Linked DNA regions of Zea mays: region 1 is linked to region 2. Evidence: chromatin contacts called from public Hi-C data. All regions are on one chromosome and are shown on one strand. Each heading gives the region's core, a stretch centred on a gene start, on an enhancer-like site or on the middle of the called end of the contact. The rest is flanking DNA. Distances are from core to core; before and after follow the strand shown.

Region 1 (5,533 bases), core at 1,032-3,531, 670 kb before region 2:
CACGGCGAGGATCTCGGTCCAGGCACGACGGCCACGACCGAGGTGGAGGATCGTGACTGACCAGCCGGTCCCACACGGCAGACAGAAAGCGTCCACCCGCGGCTGAGAGGGCTAAGCGAAGGGGCCCGCGTGTCATTGGCTGGGTGAAAGTATACATGTGCCGCTTGAGAGACTAGCTAGATGGACCCACCTATCGGCACCACTTCTCTAGTTGGGCTGGCGAAGCGCGAAAGAGGGAAGGGAGCTAGGCCAAAATGTGACCAGCGCAGTTAACCGTTTTTCTTTTTTTATTTCCTTATTGTTCTTTATTTCCACATTCAATTTGAATTCAAACTTAAATTCAAAACTTGTGGCTCATTATTCACAACTCATATTTGTGCAGTTTAGAAGTACCAAATTTGGAGATATTTATAGATATATATTTTATATCCTTTCTCTTTTCTAAATTCTAGAACCTCCTTTTATTTTCTAAATTCTATTTTGGGAATTTAATATATTTCTTGTTCAAATTATTTTATGTTGTCACAAAATACACATAAAATAAAATCCGGCATGATGCATGATTTATTGGCATATATTTTATTAATTATTTGTTTTTAAGTATGGTGTTCATGTGTGATGGTACATAAAGATTAAACGCACACATGGGTAAAGAAAAACTGTTTCTCCTTTCATATTTCCTTACAATTTAGGTATTACATTTGGCGACGGCGACGTAGCTCCGGCCAGGCAGCGAGGTAAGGCTTGCCCCATTTCCGGTACTTGACCAGTCCATCAGCAGCCACATTGCCAACGTCCTCCTTCGTTGCTGTACGATGGCGTTGAGCCATGGTGTAGCCCGCTTTCCCCACCCTGCTTGTATGGCATGATATGGCGTACACGGTCCGGAGACAAGATAGACTTGCGTGTGCTCGACCGCATTGTCGCTGGTAGATTGGCGATGTGACGTATGTCTGGTTGGCCAAGAATCAATAGCTTAAATATTACGTATAAAGACAAGATTGTCTCTATTTAAAATAAATGATCTAGTTCTTGGGAGGAACAGTAACGACAAATCGTGTAAAAGTGTAAGTTTAGTCACTCCATGGTGTCTAAAGGACTAAACTTTAGGAGGGTTACTTTAGTCATCCTGTTTGACAATTTAAGAACCAAAAATCACTAAAAGTTTAACTACTAAACTTTAGGAGATGACAGCCAAGTGAGGCCCTTTGAAAAGTTACATCAGAGGAACCAGAAGCTTGATCACGCCGCATAATATAATACCTAATTAATTTACAGGCCAATTTTCAATTTCTTTTTCACGTAGCAATCCAGGAACCTTGAAATCTGCGTTTAACAAGAGCCCAAATAAAGAACATCTTATCCCTTAATTAACCTGGCATGATGATTTCCCCGAGCCAAAGATAAACTTTGTGAACAGGCAGATGCCCAGTCATCATGAACTTGTAGCGGTGTGGCAGACGAGAAGCTCCCGTTTCTCCAAATAAAAACACAGGCACAATATCATTTGTGTGCATCTGAAACGCCACTAAAACAGGATATATTGAGGCATGGGCTTCAATGGAAAACTCGAGACCCTGGGCGCTTTCTTCAGCTTGGAGGAGGCCTACCTAATTGCTGGACTGGGCTGGATACGAGGCCCAATTAAGGTGGAATGACATCTATAGCACGCACAACGATGCCGAGCAGCTGGCGACAGTGAACAGAGCACATTACTATTTACTAGGGCGAGATCACCAGCAAATTAATAGGGTGTTTGGTTTGAGTAATGAGCTAGTTCATCATCTTCTCACTCCTCACTATTTACTAGGGCGAGATCACTATTTTTATTTTCCTCATAATTAGTTAGTTAGTACTAATATGAGGAATGGTGTCATCCCACCAAATTTAAGGAATAAACCCATGATGCACCACCTCAATTTAGATGTAGTGATTCTTTAAACCAAACACACCATAAATGGATGCACACGTTGCGCCTGCCCAGAAATCTGGTACTGCTACACACTACTGTTGCTATATATGGACGAGCGACTGACGGACACAAATTAAACACCCTCGTCGCCACGCCATACCTACGTTTGATCGATCGAGTCCAGTAGCACACTGTTTGACGACGAGGGCAGATCGAGACCGGCCGTGGGCAGCATATATATCGCGCGATGCCGTCGACACATTTACACACGTGGCAATAATCGAAACGTGCGTGCATGGGTCCAGCTGAGATGCCGACCTATATATCTGTGGTAGCTAGGATAGGAGGCACAGTAGCGAAAGCTAGGCTCCATGATTTGATTGCTGTGCGGCGGTGCCCGCGTGAGAGCTCCTGGTTAATTAATCACAGTAACGAACGAGCTGGTACGTAGCTCGGTCCACGGTGCCGGTGGTAGCGCGCTGTTTAATTTGGTAGGGCTAGCTTTCAATACTACAGTTTTTGGAATACCAGGGTTTGCAGCTGCACATGACATACATACTTTTACTCCAGTAAAACTATAGTAGCGCCGGATGCTGCTTCTTAATTGCCATACTACAGAAGAAAAACTGCAGTGCAGAGTCAAGTAGGCCCTGTTTGGAATTGTAGTATTTTTGCAGTTTTGAAACAATACTATGGTATTTAATGATACTATAGTATTGGAGCTCAAAAGGTGTTTGGTCTGTACAGGCAAAACTCAGTTTTAAATACCATGGTTTACGTAAAACTGTGGTATTTTTGGAGTTTTCGAAACTCCACTCAGGACCTCAGTTTTCTTCTCTTCTCTCTACATATACTTTGTTTTTCCAATAGAACCAAACATATCTCGGTTTTGAGCAATACTGTAGTTTTATTGTGGTAAAACAATACCGTAGTATTTATGTCATGTACAATTGTAAACTATGGTATCTATAAACTACAGTATTTCAAAACTGCATTCTCAAACAGGCAGTTGTCACTACTCCAAAAAAATATATATTATGGTACTAGCAAAACCATGGTTTTTGTTGAGTTTGTGATCCAAATTCTGAAGAAGACGGCTAAGTTGGCGAGCGAAGCGGAGGCCCGTCGTCGGGAGGCTTGGGCCGGACCGAGGGGAGGGTACGGATCGTTTTCCTACTCGTTTTAGGGTTTCACCTCTATAAATATCTTTGTAAGCCGCAGGAGATAGTCATCTCATTGTAAATCTCCTGCGATCTGTAACCACCCGAAAATTAGTGAGATTGTTGCTGGCCGGCGCCCGTGATTTTTTTCTCTTCGCCTTGGAGGGGTTTTCCATGTTAAATCTGTGTCTTCTATGTGATTGAGCTTCTTTGCGTCGTATTCGTTCCTAACAGTTTTAGATGCAGAGTTTTTGGATGAGCAACCAAACACCTTTTAGTCCAAAGTACTGTAGTATTCTCAGATACTACAGTATTGCCTTGGAACCAAAAAAATTATCAAACACATCCATATATGTTTGTCGTGTAGAGATATAGGTTGCGTACATAGTGTGCGCTGGAGTCGACGCGTTCTAAAAATTCTCGATAGTTTCAGCTACGTCTGAGCGTGTCTTCAAACGTAGTTAGTTAAAATTTATACTATTATAAAGCACCAATTTTCAATAGTCATCCTGCATCACGCCTGTGAAACCTTTAGGATTTAGGATTTAGACGTAGGTATGTTCTTCCCTCTTTTAGTGAATCGTTACTGTTACACTATAGATAGGTCGTAGAACCCACCAAACCCAACACACACGACAAGGCAAGGAGTCCACAGATAGACCGTGACAAACCACCAAAGTGGCTAAGTCCAACACAATAGAAAGCCGTACGACAGCACAACGCTCTATATTTAATACCACTCTATAAGCTAATGGAGAATGAACGATCGAGCAAGTTATAAAAAAAGAGACCGGGATTTTTTTAACTCATAATTTTCTTGAGCTTATAGCTAAAAGAAAATACAGTATTTATTTCTGCGGGTTTCGTACTGTCAAACTGTCTAATTCTGCACTAGTGCACTCCCCCCTCAATCTTATATTGGTCATGCATACAGTATATCCGTGCGGTGGAGACCCACCTCCAGCCTGAAAAGGGTCATGAGTGGCGCCCCATATTTTTTGCTAACTGTGTTTGGACACGTGCTGTCAGAAGACGTCTCTGGTCAAGAGGTCGAGAAGATAAGATCGAACTGACGACAATGGCAGGCACCGGCCTTTTATCGTTCTTTAAAACCTATTCTGGTATCCCTCGTGTTACCGAATGCAGTCACTGCCAAAATGAGGATGAGATTTTATCTGGACCGAGAGCGACTCACACGCACCATTCCATCCTGAATCATCGCGTGTGTTGACTTTAGCTGAGCGGTCTGTTTGGTTATCTGTACACGAGGAAAGGTGGTTGCATGAGTGGATGCAAAATAAGTCATTGTAAGTTCATTTATTTGCATCTGCACATACGTCATAAATGATCGTACCTGGCCGGCCAGGCTCGCGTGGGACTGGGTGTGCAGGTGCAGTAAACCAATCAAGCGCTTATTGAACGCACGTCACTACAGGCCCAGTTTGTTTGTCCCTCCTAAATTTTAGTACCTATCACTAGAGATGGCAATGGGTAACCGAAACTCGAATACCCGACGGGTTTTACCCGATATGAAGGCGGGTACAAGATGATTTCTCTACCTGCGGGTATGTTAATGGGTAAAAACATATACCCTTTGGGGTAGACGGGTACGGGTTGGTACTACTCATACCCGTCTACCCATGGGTAAAATATACCCACATCTTAGCTAAAATAAAACCCTTCTTTAGCAATCATTTATTTAGATACCAAGTTATGTAATCATATGATTTTATATGATTTGTTATATGTGAAGTTGAAGTTGTGTTTGTATATTTATTTAATATTTTGAGTGGTTGGTATATTGGAATTTAAGACTTTTCTAGCGGATACGGGTTACACAACGGGTAAAAATACCCACGCGGGTACGAGTATGTGTAAGATTTTATACCCGTGATCATATATGGGTAACCCGATGAGTAAACTTTTTTTGATGGATATGAGTATGGAATGTTATTACCCGACGTGTATATACCCGTTGCCATCCCTACCTATCACATCGAATATTTAGATGCTATTTAGAAGTATTAAAATATTTAATCACAAAACTAATTATATAGATAAAATGTAAACGATAAGATGAATCTATTAAGCCTAATTAATCCATGATTCGCTAATGTGATGCTACAATAAACATTTGTTAATTATTGATTAATTAGGCTTAAAAATTTTGTCTTATTATTTAGTCTTTATCTATATAATTATTTTGTAATTAGACTATATTCAAAACTTATATTTGACATTCAAACTTTCGATATGACACATACTAAACGTGAGGCCAACAAGTCACTACAGCTAGCAAGGACAATCAGGTCAGATTTAGGGCTTGTTTGTTTAAGATTATAATTTACCCAGATTATAAAATTCAACATATTTTGAACTAAGTGTTAGTTCAAAATATATTGGATTATATAATGTAGGTAGATTATAATTCCAAACTAACATGCCCTTAGGATGTCTACTT
Region 2 (5,422 bases), core at 1,148-3,647:
ATTCACCCCCTCTTAGGCGTCACCGTTAAATTGTAAGTATTATTACTCTTTTCTAGTGTTAAATTGGTCTAGAATTAACTAGTAATTGATTATATTGTTTTCTATATATGTATATGGTTTTAATGGCTCGCGAGCTAAACGATCTAGCTCGAACTTGTAAACGAGCCAAGTTGAGTTGGTTGTGTGACTCGATTCCTTAACAAGCTAAGCCGAGTCGAACCGTTTTGACTCTAGGCGTGTGTTTGGCTAGCGGGTTGATGTGGGTTGGAACGAGTTCAACCTACAACAATCAGCGTTTGGTTCAAAAGGCTCATGGGTTAGGTTGGTTCTGGGTCGAAATACTTCTTGAAAATGCAGGTTCTAGGGATCCTCAAAAACAAGCGAACAACTTCGACTCACTTCCTCTCCACCCTCCTGTCACCCATGCATTATCCACTCGAGACCAGCACAGGGGTGCGCCACCACTATCATCCTTCTGGGATGAGGGACCCCTGCTGGCCTACCCTCCGACGTTAATTCCCCGCGTGCCTCCCGTAATCAGTCCCTCACTAGTAGAGATGGCAATGGGTAAAAACCCAATGGGTATTACTTGCCCAAACCCATACCCGCGAAGAAAAAATACGCCCGCTAAAAAACCCATACCCATGACGGGTATAAAATTTTGCCCAAACCCATACCCATGCGGGTTTCGGGTACCCAACGAGTTTTCCATACCCACTAACATCAACATAAAAAATAATTCATCTTGTAAATGACAATTAATACATTAATAAGCTAGCATAAGAGGAACAAGTGATAACTAATTTTAGCCTAAAATTTGTTACATGAAGTTTATTTCAATTAGAACATATTCAATTAATAATATTATGAGTCATATTTATAAAGAATGTTGATTTTATGGCGGGTTTTAGAAACCCATGGGTTTGCGGGTATGGGTAGTGGAAGAACAAACCCATGCCCACGTACCCGTTGGGTTTCCATTTGAACCCATTAATAAACCCATGGGTAGAGAAATTGACCCAAACCCATACCTTAATAGAGCAAAAACCCACCGGGTTTCGGGTAACGGGTACCCATTGCCATCTCTACTCACTAGCCTGCCCTCTAGCGTGCTGGCCTCCGTCAGCGTCGTCAGACTCCCCCGCTGGCCTGCTGTGTCTCCCACCATCAGTCCCCCGCCGGCCTGTCCTCCGGTGCCAGCGTGTTCTCCAGCAAGCATAGCCCGCGAGCCTTACTAGTGCTGTCGTCGAACAAGTAAATTGGTTGCTAAGCCTGATAATGAGCTGCCAAGTCATCTATTTGACATGCTGAATCAAATGCCTAGTTTCAATTCTACACATATATCTTTCTACTATGCTCATCTGGTGGCCAATCCTCACATCGGCAAAGCTTTCTACAACCGACTATTTGAGCACAAATTACATTAGATCACAATGTTCATCGCTGAGAAATTCTCTGAAATGTAACTGAGTTGATGGTGAGAAGTAACTTTTGTTAGTTTGTAATAGTTAGTGATGGTGAGAAGTAGCTTTTGTTAGACTGAAATGCAACAATGAGTTGAACTTGATCACTGAAATGCAACTATTAGTTGAACTTGATTACTGAAATGCATCTTGATGTTGTTGTGATGTTCCTTTTATTATGACTGAAATGTAACAATGAGACCTCATCACTCAAAATTTATGACTTGGTTAATAAGGGCTTTAATTTATGTATATCTTGTGCTTATGGATCTCTCAAATACTAAAATAGTGCCAGTTTCATTTATTTTGAATGTTATCATCTCATTTAGAATTGAAGATATAATCCCGAGTGTGGTAATATGACCAGGAAGGTGATCATATTCAGTTCATCCCTCATCACGAAACCAAACAAGAGATGATGCAGCTCCAATCCACTTTAACCTTGTAATCAAATAAGAAACTAGGTTTGACCTGTCAATGAAACCAAAGAAGGAACGAGTCCGATCCAATCCAGAAAAATGGATCAGCTTCGACCCGACCCACATCGTTTCGAAACCAAACACATGCTAGGATTCTTCTTCAACCTTTCCTCCGAAACCAAACACATGCTAGATTCTTCTTCAACCTTTCCTCTACCCTGCCTCACGAGTGAGAAAATTGGATTTCATGCTTTAAATAATTTGTTTCTCACTTTTTCTGTTTGTAATATTGACTTTATAAAAATAAGACTCATTTACATTTGGGTTTAATAATATTTTGGATATTTTTGTTCTTCTATACCATTCTGTGTATTGCATCTGTACGTATTCATGCGAGGATAAAAACGTCTAAAATAACATTAAAAACAAGTGTGATACGTTTTGATTTTACGAAATCAATGTTATGAATGGCAAAAAAAAAAAAAGATGAAGCGAAACATATGCTTTGGAGTCCAAAAATCTAATTTTTTCTGGGAAAAGTGCGAGCACATTGTTTGTTTGGAGAAATCCAATTTTCTACTCACGGACGCCGCCCCTGTGCCTCGCCATCGCCTCAGGTACGCAAGGCGGCCGAACACGAGCGCCCGCCTTCGTTCTTGCCTGCGCTGCCCCTCTCCTCGCCGTTTATTCGGGCTCCTACCTCTTGTTACAACTTGCGCGGTGGGGGCAGTGAGGCAGCAAGACGTGAGGTCCAGGATGATGAACAACAACAGTGGCGGCGGTGCCGGAGGCCCTGGAGGGGGCATGGGTACGGGAGTGGGTGGAGGGGGGGACGGGCGGCACGACGACGAGGCTGCGCTCACCGAGTTCCTCTCATCCCTCATGGACTACACCCCCACGGTATGGTGCCGCCGCTTCCCTCTCGCCTTCTCTACTTTTCTGTCAGCGGCTTAACCCTGATGCTTGGTTCGGTGGCGCGTAAGATTCCCGACGAGCTGGTGGAGCACTACCTCGGCCGCAGCGGGTTCCACTGCCCCGACCTGCGCCTGTGAGTGCTCGTCTTCTTTCCAATCTCTCTTCCTGATGGATAATAGTAAGCTGAGATCTGATCAGTGCCATGGATTAAAGTTAATAACACAAATTGCTTGATTTCTTGCACACATAATCTGAATTCGTGTTTTACAGAACGAGACTGGTTGCTGTAGCCACCCAGAAGTTCCTATCAGACATTGCTAGCGATTCTCTTCAGTGAGTAAATTCATAGTCTCGTTATTGCAAAGTAAAGGATTCTCTTCTTAATTTCAATGATGATAGCATATTCATGAATGAAACAGTATCATTCTTTTATTCCATGGGAATGCAAATCTTCTGTGCAATACTGCAATTCCATGTTTTTGTCTGGTTGAACAAGTTTGTTAGGCTTCAATCAAAATCCCTCCCTAATTGCATGTACTTGTGAAATTATTCATCGAGACATGGTTATGTTTATTAGGCTTCAATCAAAATCCCTCCCCAATGAAATTATTCATTGAGACATGGTTTTTAAGGTGCCGCTTACGTGATATGGCTCGCTGGAAATCTAGGCATCCCTATCGCCATGATCAAATATAAATATAGAGACAGAGGGGGGGGAGGGCATCTAGGTCAAGAACCCGAGCTGCTGCCATCCCTGCTGGATCCAACACCAGTGGCTGGCACAGAACTTGCTCCGGTCAGCTGTGACACAGTCAATCTGGAAGGTGACGGCAGTGGTGGTCAATTTGAGAGCACAGATAAGTGAGGAAAGCGGAAAAAGTGGGAGGAAGGAGAAGTTTCAGGCAGTGGTAGGCGCATCTGGATAGAAAGGGAGAGGAGGGAGTATGCTGGATATGTGGGGGTGACCATGTATATGCGCACTGGAGCCATTGATACAGGAAGGGAAGGAGAGGCTAAAGAAAGGAAGAGCATGAAGAGAACCAGGCAAGGCTGCACCTGCACCTGCACCTGCCCTCGCCCATCTCTGTTGGCTCCGGCGCCTGTGGTCTTGCAGATCTTCACTGGTCAACTGTATAGCTCGATCTGAAGGGGGCAGCACCAGTGCACAATCTGCATGAGTAGAGCTCTATTTCAAAAGGGGTGGCGTTGGCCCTCAATCTGGGAGGTGTGCTCTTGGGGCAGCCAGGCTTGTCGTTGCTCAAAGACGGCATTGGAAAGGACTGATGTAAACAGGCAAACAGCATCAAGTGAGGAATTGGTGGATTAGGGATTGAGGGGAGAGTGTAGGGTGTTGCTTTATGGGCTGTTGGGTTAATTGGGTTCTAATGAGTTAGTGGGGTGGCTGCTAATAGTTAATGTGGCCCATCGATGCTTGTATTTACCTCTTATTCTACATTATATATCTTACTACATATTTTATGTTCCATATCATTTACTTTTTCAAAAAATGAAACATATCCCTATATTGAGTAACTGTGTAACATGCAATTATCTTCAAAGTTTTTTAAAAAACATACAAGATACACTTACAAAGTGTATGCCTGATTTTGCGGAGATTCTGTAATTATATTACTTGTATAGGAGTGTATGAAAAACAGCTATCCATGTGCCTAAACCTGTATGGTTTCAACTCTAGCCTATCCCAACTTACTTGAGACTAAAAGGCTTTGTTGTTGTTATTTGTAATTATATTACCAATGGCTCATTCTTTATGTGGTCTGACTAATCAAGTGATGAATAACTAAAGCATACTAAAATTAGGAAACAGGTCAATTAGGGTTTTTTTGGTATCATCATCATCATGAGTTACGAATTAAAAGCATACCTAATTAACTGAAGGATACCTAATCAATCATCATGATAGGCTCATGTATCACATCATGTGCCTTAGCAAGGTGCGATTTGAGGTTGTAGTGGCAGCAGGCTAGCGCCTGCTGGAGAGGCTCCTAGTTTGACACGACCTGAAATGCACATTCTGCAGTCAGCAATCTGGCAATCACATTTAGCCTAGACAGCTATGGCAACTGAGCTGCAGGAATTGCTAAATGACTAGAACAGGTGCCAAGCTGATTATTTACCAGGGTCCAGGGGAGGGGGTCTTAATAACCCTGAAAGGCATTGTGATTTACAAAGCCCGTGGAAAAACAGATCCATTGTGCGGGGAGGATGGGATCTTTCGGATTATATTGCGTAAGTTTGCCAGGGTCTTATTTTGTTGGTTTTTTTTGTCAGTGTATGATGTGCTCTACTGTTCACTATATAACAAACTATTTTAACATTTTCTTAGCGATATGTATTATACACACTGTATTTGTGTGTACTAACTTTGCTGTTACATTATTCTTTCCCTTGAACTAGGCACTGCAAGGCCAGGGTAGCAGCACCTATCAAAGACAATAAGAGCAAACAGCCGAAGGTGTATTTACTCACTAGTTGAACTTTTCGTGTTCCTAGCGTTAAATCTTGTTTAGTATCCTTACTGATTACTTATCACATTTTTCCTAAAAAATGTTACTTTCAGGATAGACGTCTTGTATTAACCATGGATGATCTTTCTAAAGCTTT

The links. Hi-C and Micro-C count contacts between places; a contact is called where the count stands out from the background.
Region 1: a Hi-C map of ear shows a contact between it and region 2, with 2.0 times the contacts expected there. The contact joins the enhancer-like site here to the promoter of LOC100281967 in region 2. A contact is called at or near these places in 2 of 25 Hi-C or Micro-C datasets (ear and tassel).

What each region holds. Positions count from the first base shown.
Region 1 is chr7:124,860,864-124,866,396 of Zm-B73-REFERENCE-NAM-5.0, reverse strand. No RefSeq gene overlaps it. Among protein-coding and RNA genes, the nearest start is that of LOC103632796, 28 kb to the right of the region's middle. Within about 2 kb of position 2,281, at least 17 of the 20 cell types and tissues checked have an H3K27ac peak or open chromatin away from gene starts, as enhancers often do. A contact at or near this core is called in ear and tassel, where this site is marked.
Region 2 is chr7:124,193,682-124,199,103 of Zm-B73-REFERENCE-NAM-5.0, reverse strand. It overlaps LOC100281967 (transcription initiation factor TFIID subunit 10), which reads left to right and starts at 2,397. Exons shown (of 7, transcript NM_001408037.1): 1 at 2,397-2,499; 2 at 2,621-2,782; 3 at 2,866-2,930; 4 at 3,068-3,130; 5 at 5,216-5,273; 6 at 5,379-5,422. The coding sequence starts at 2,639.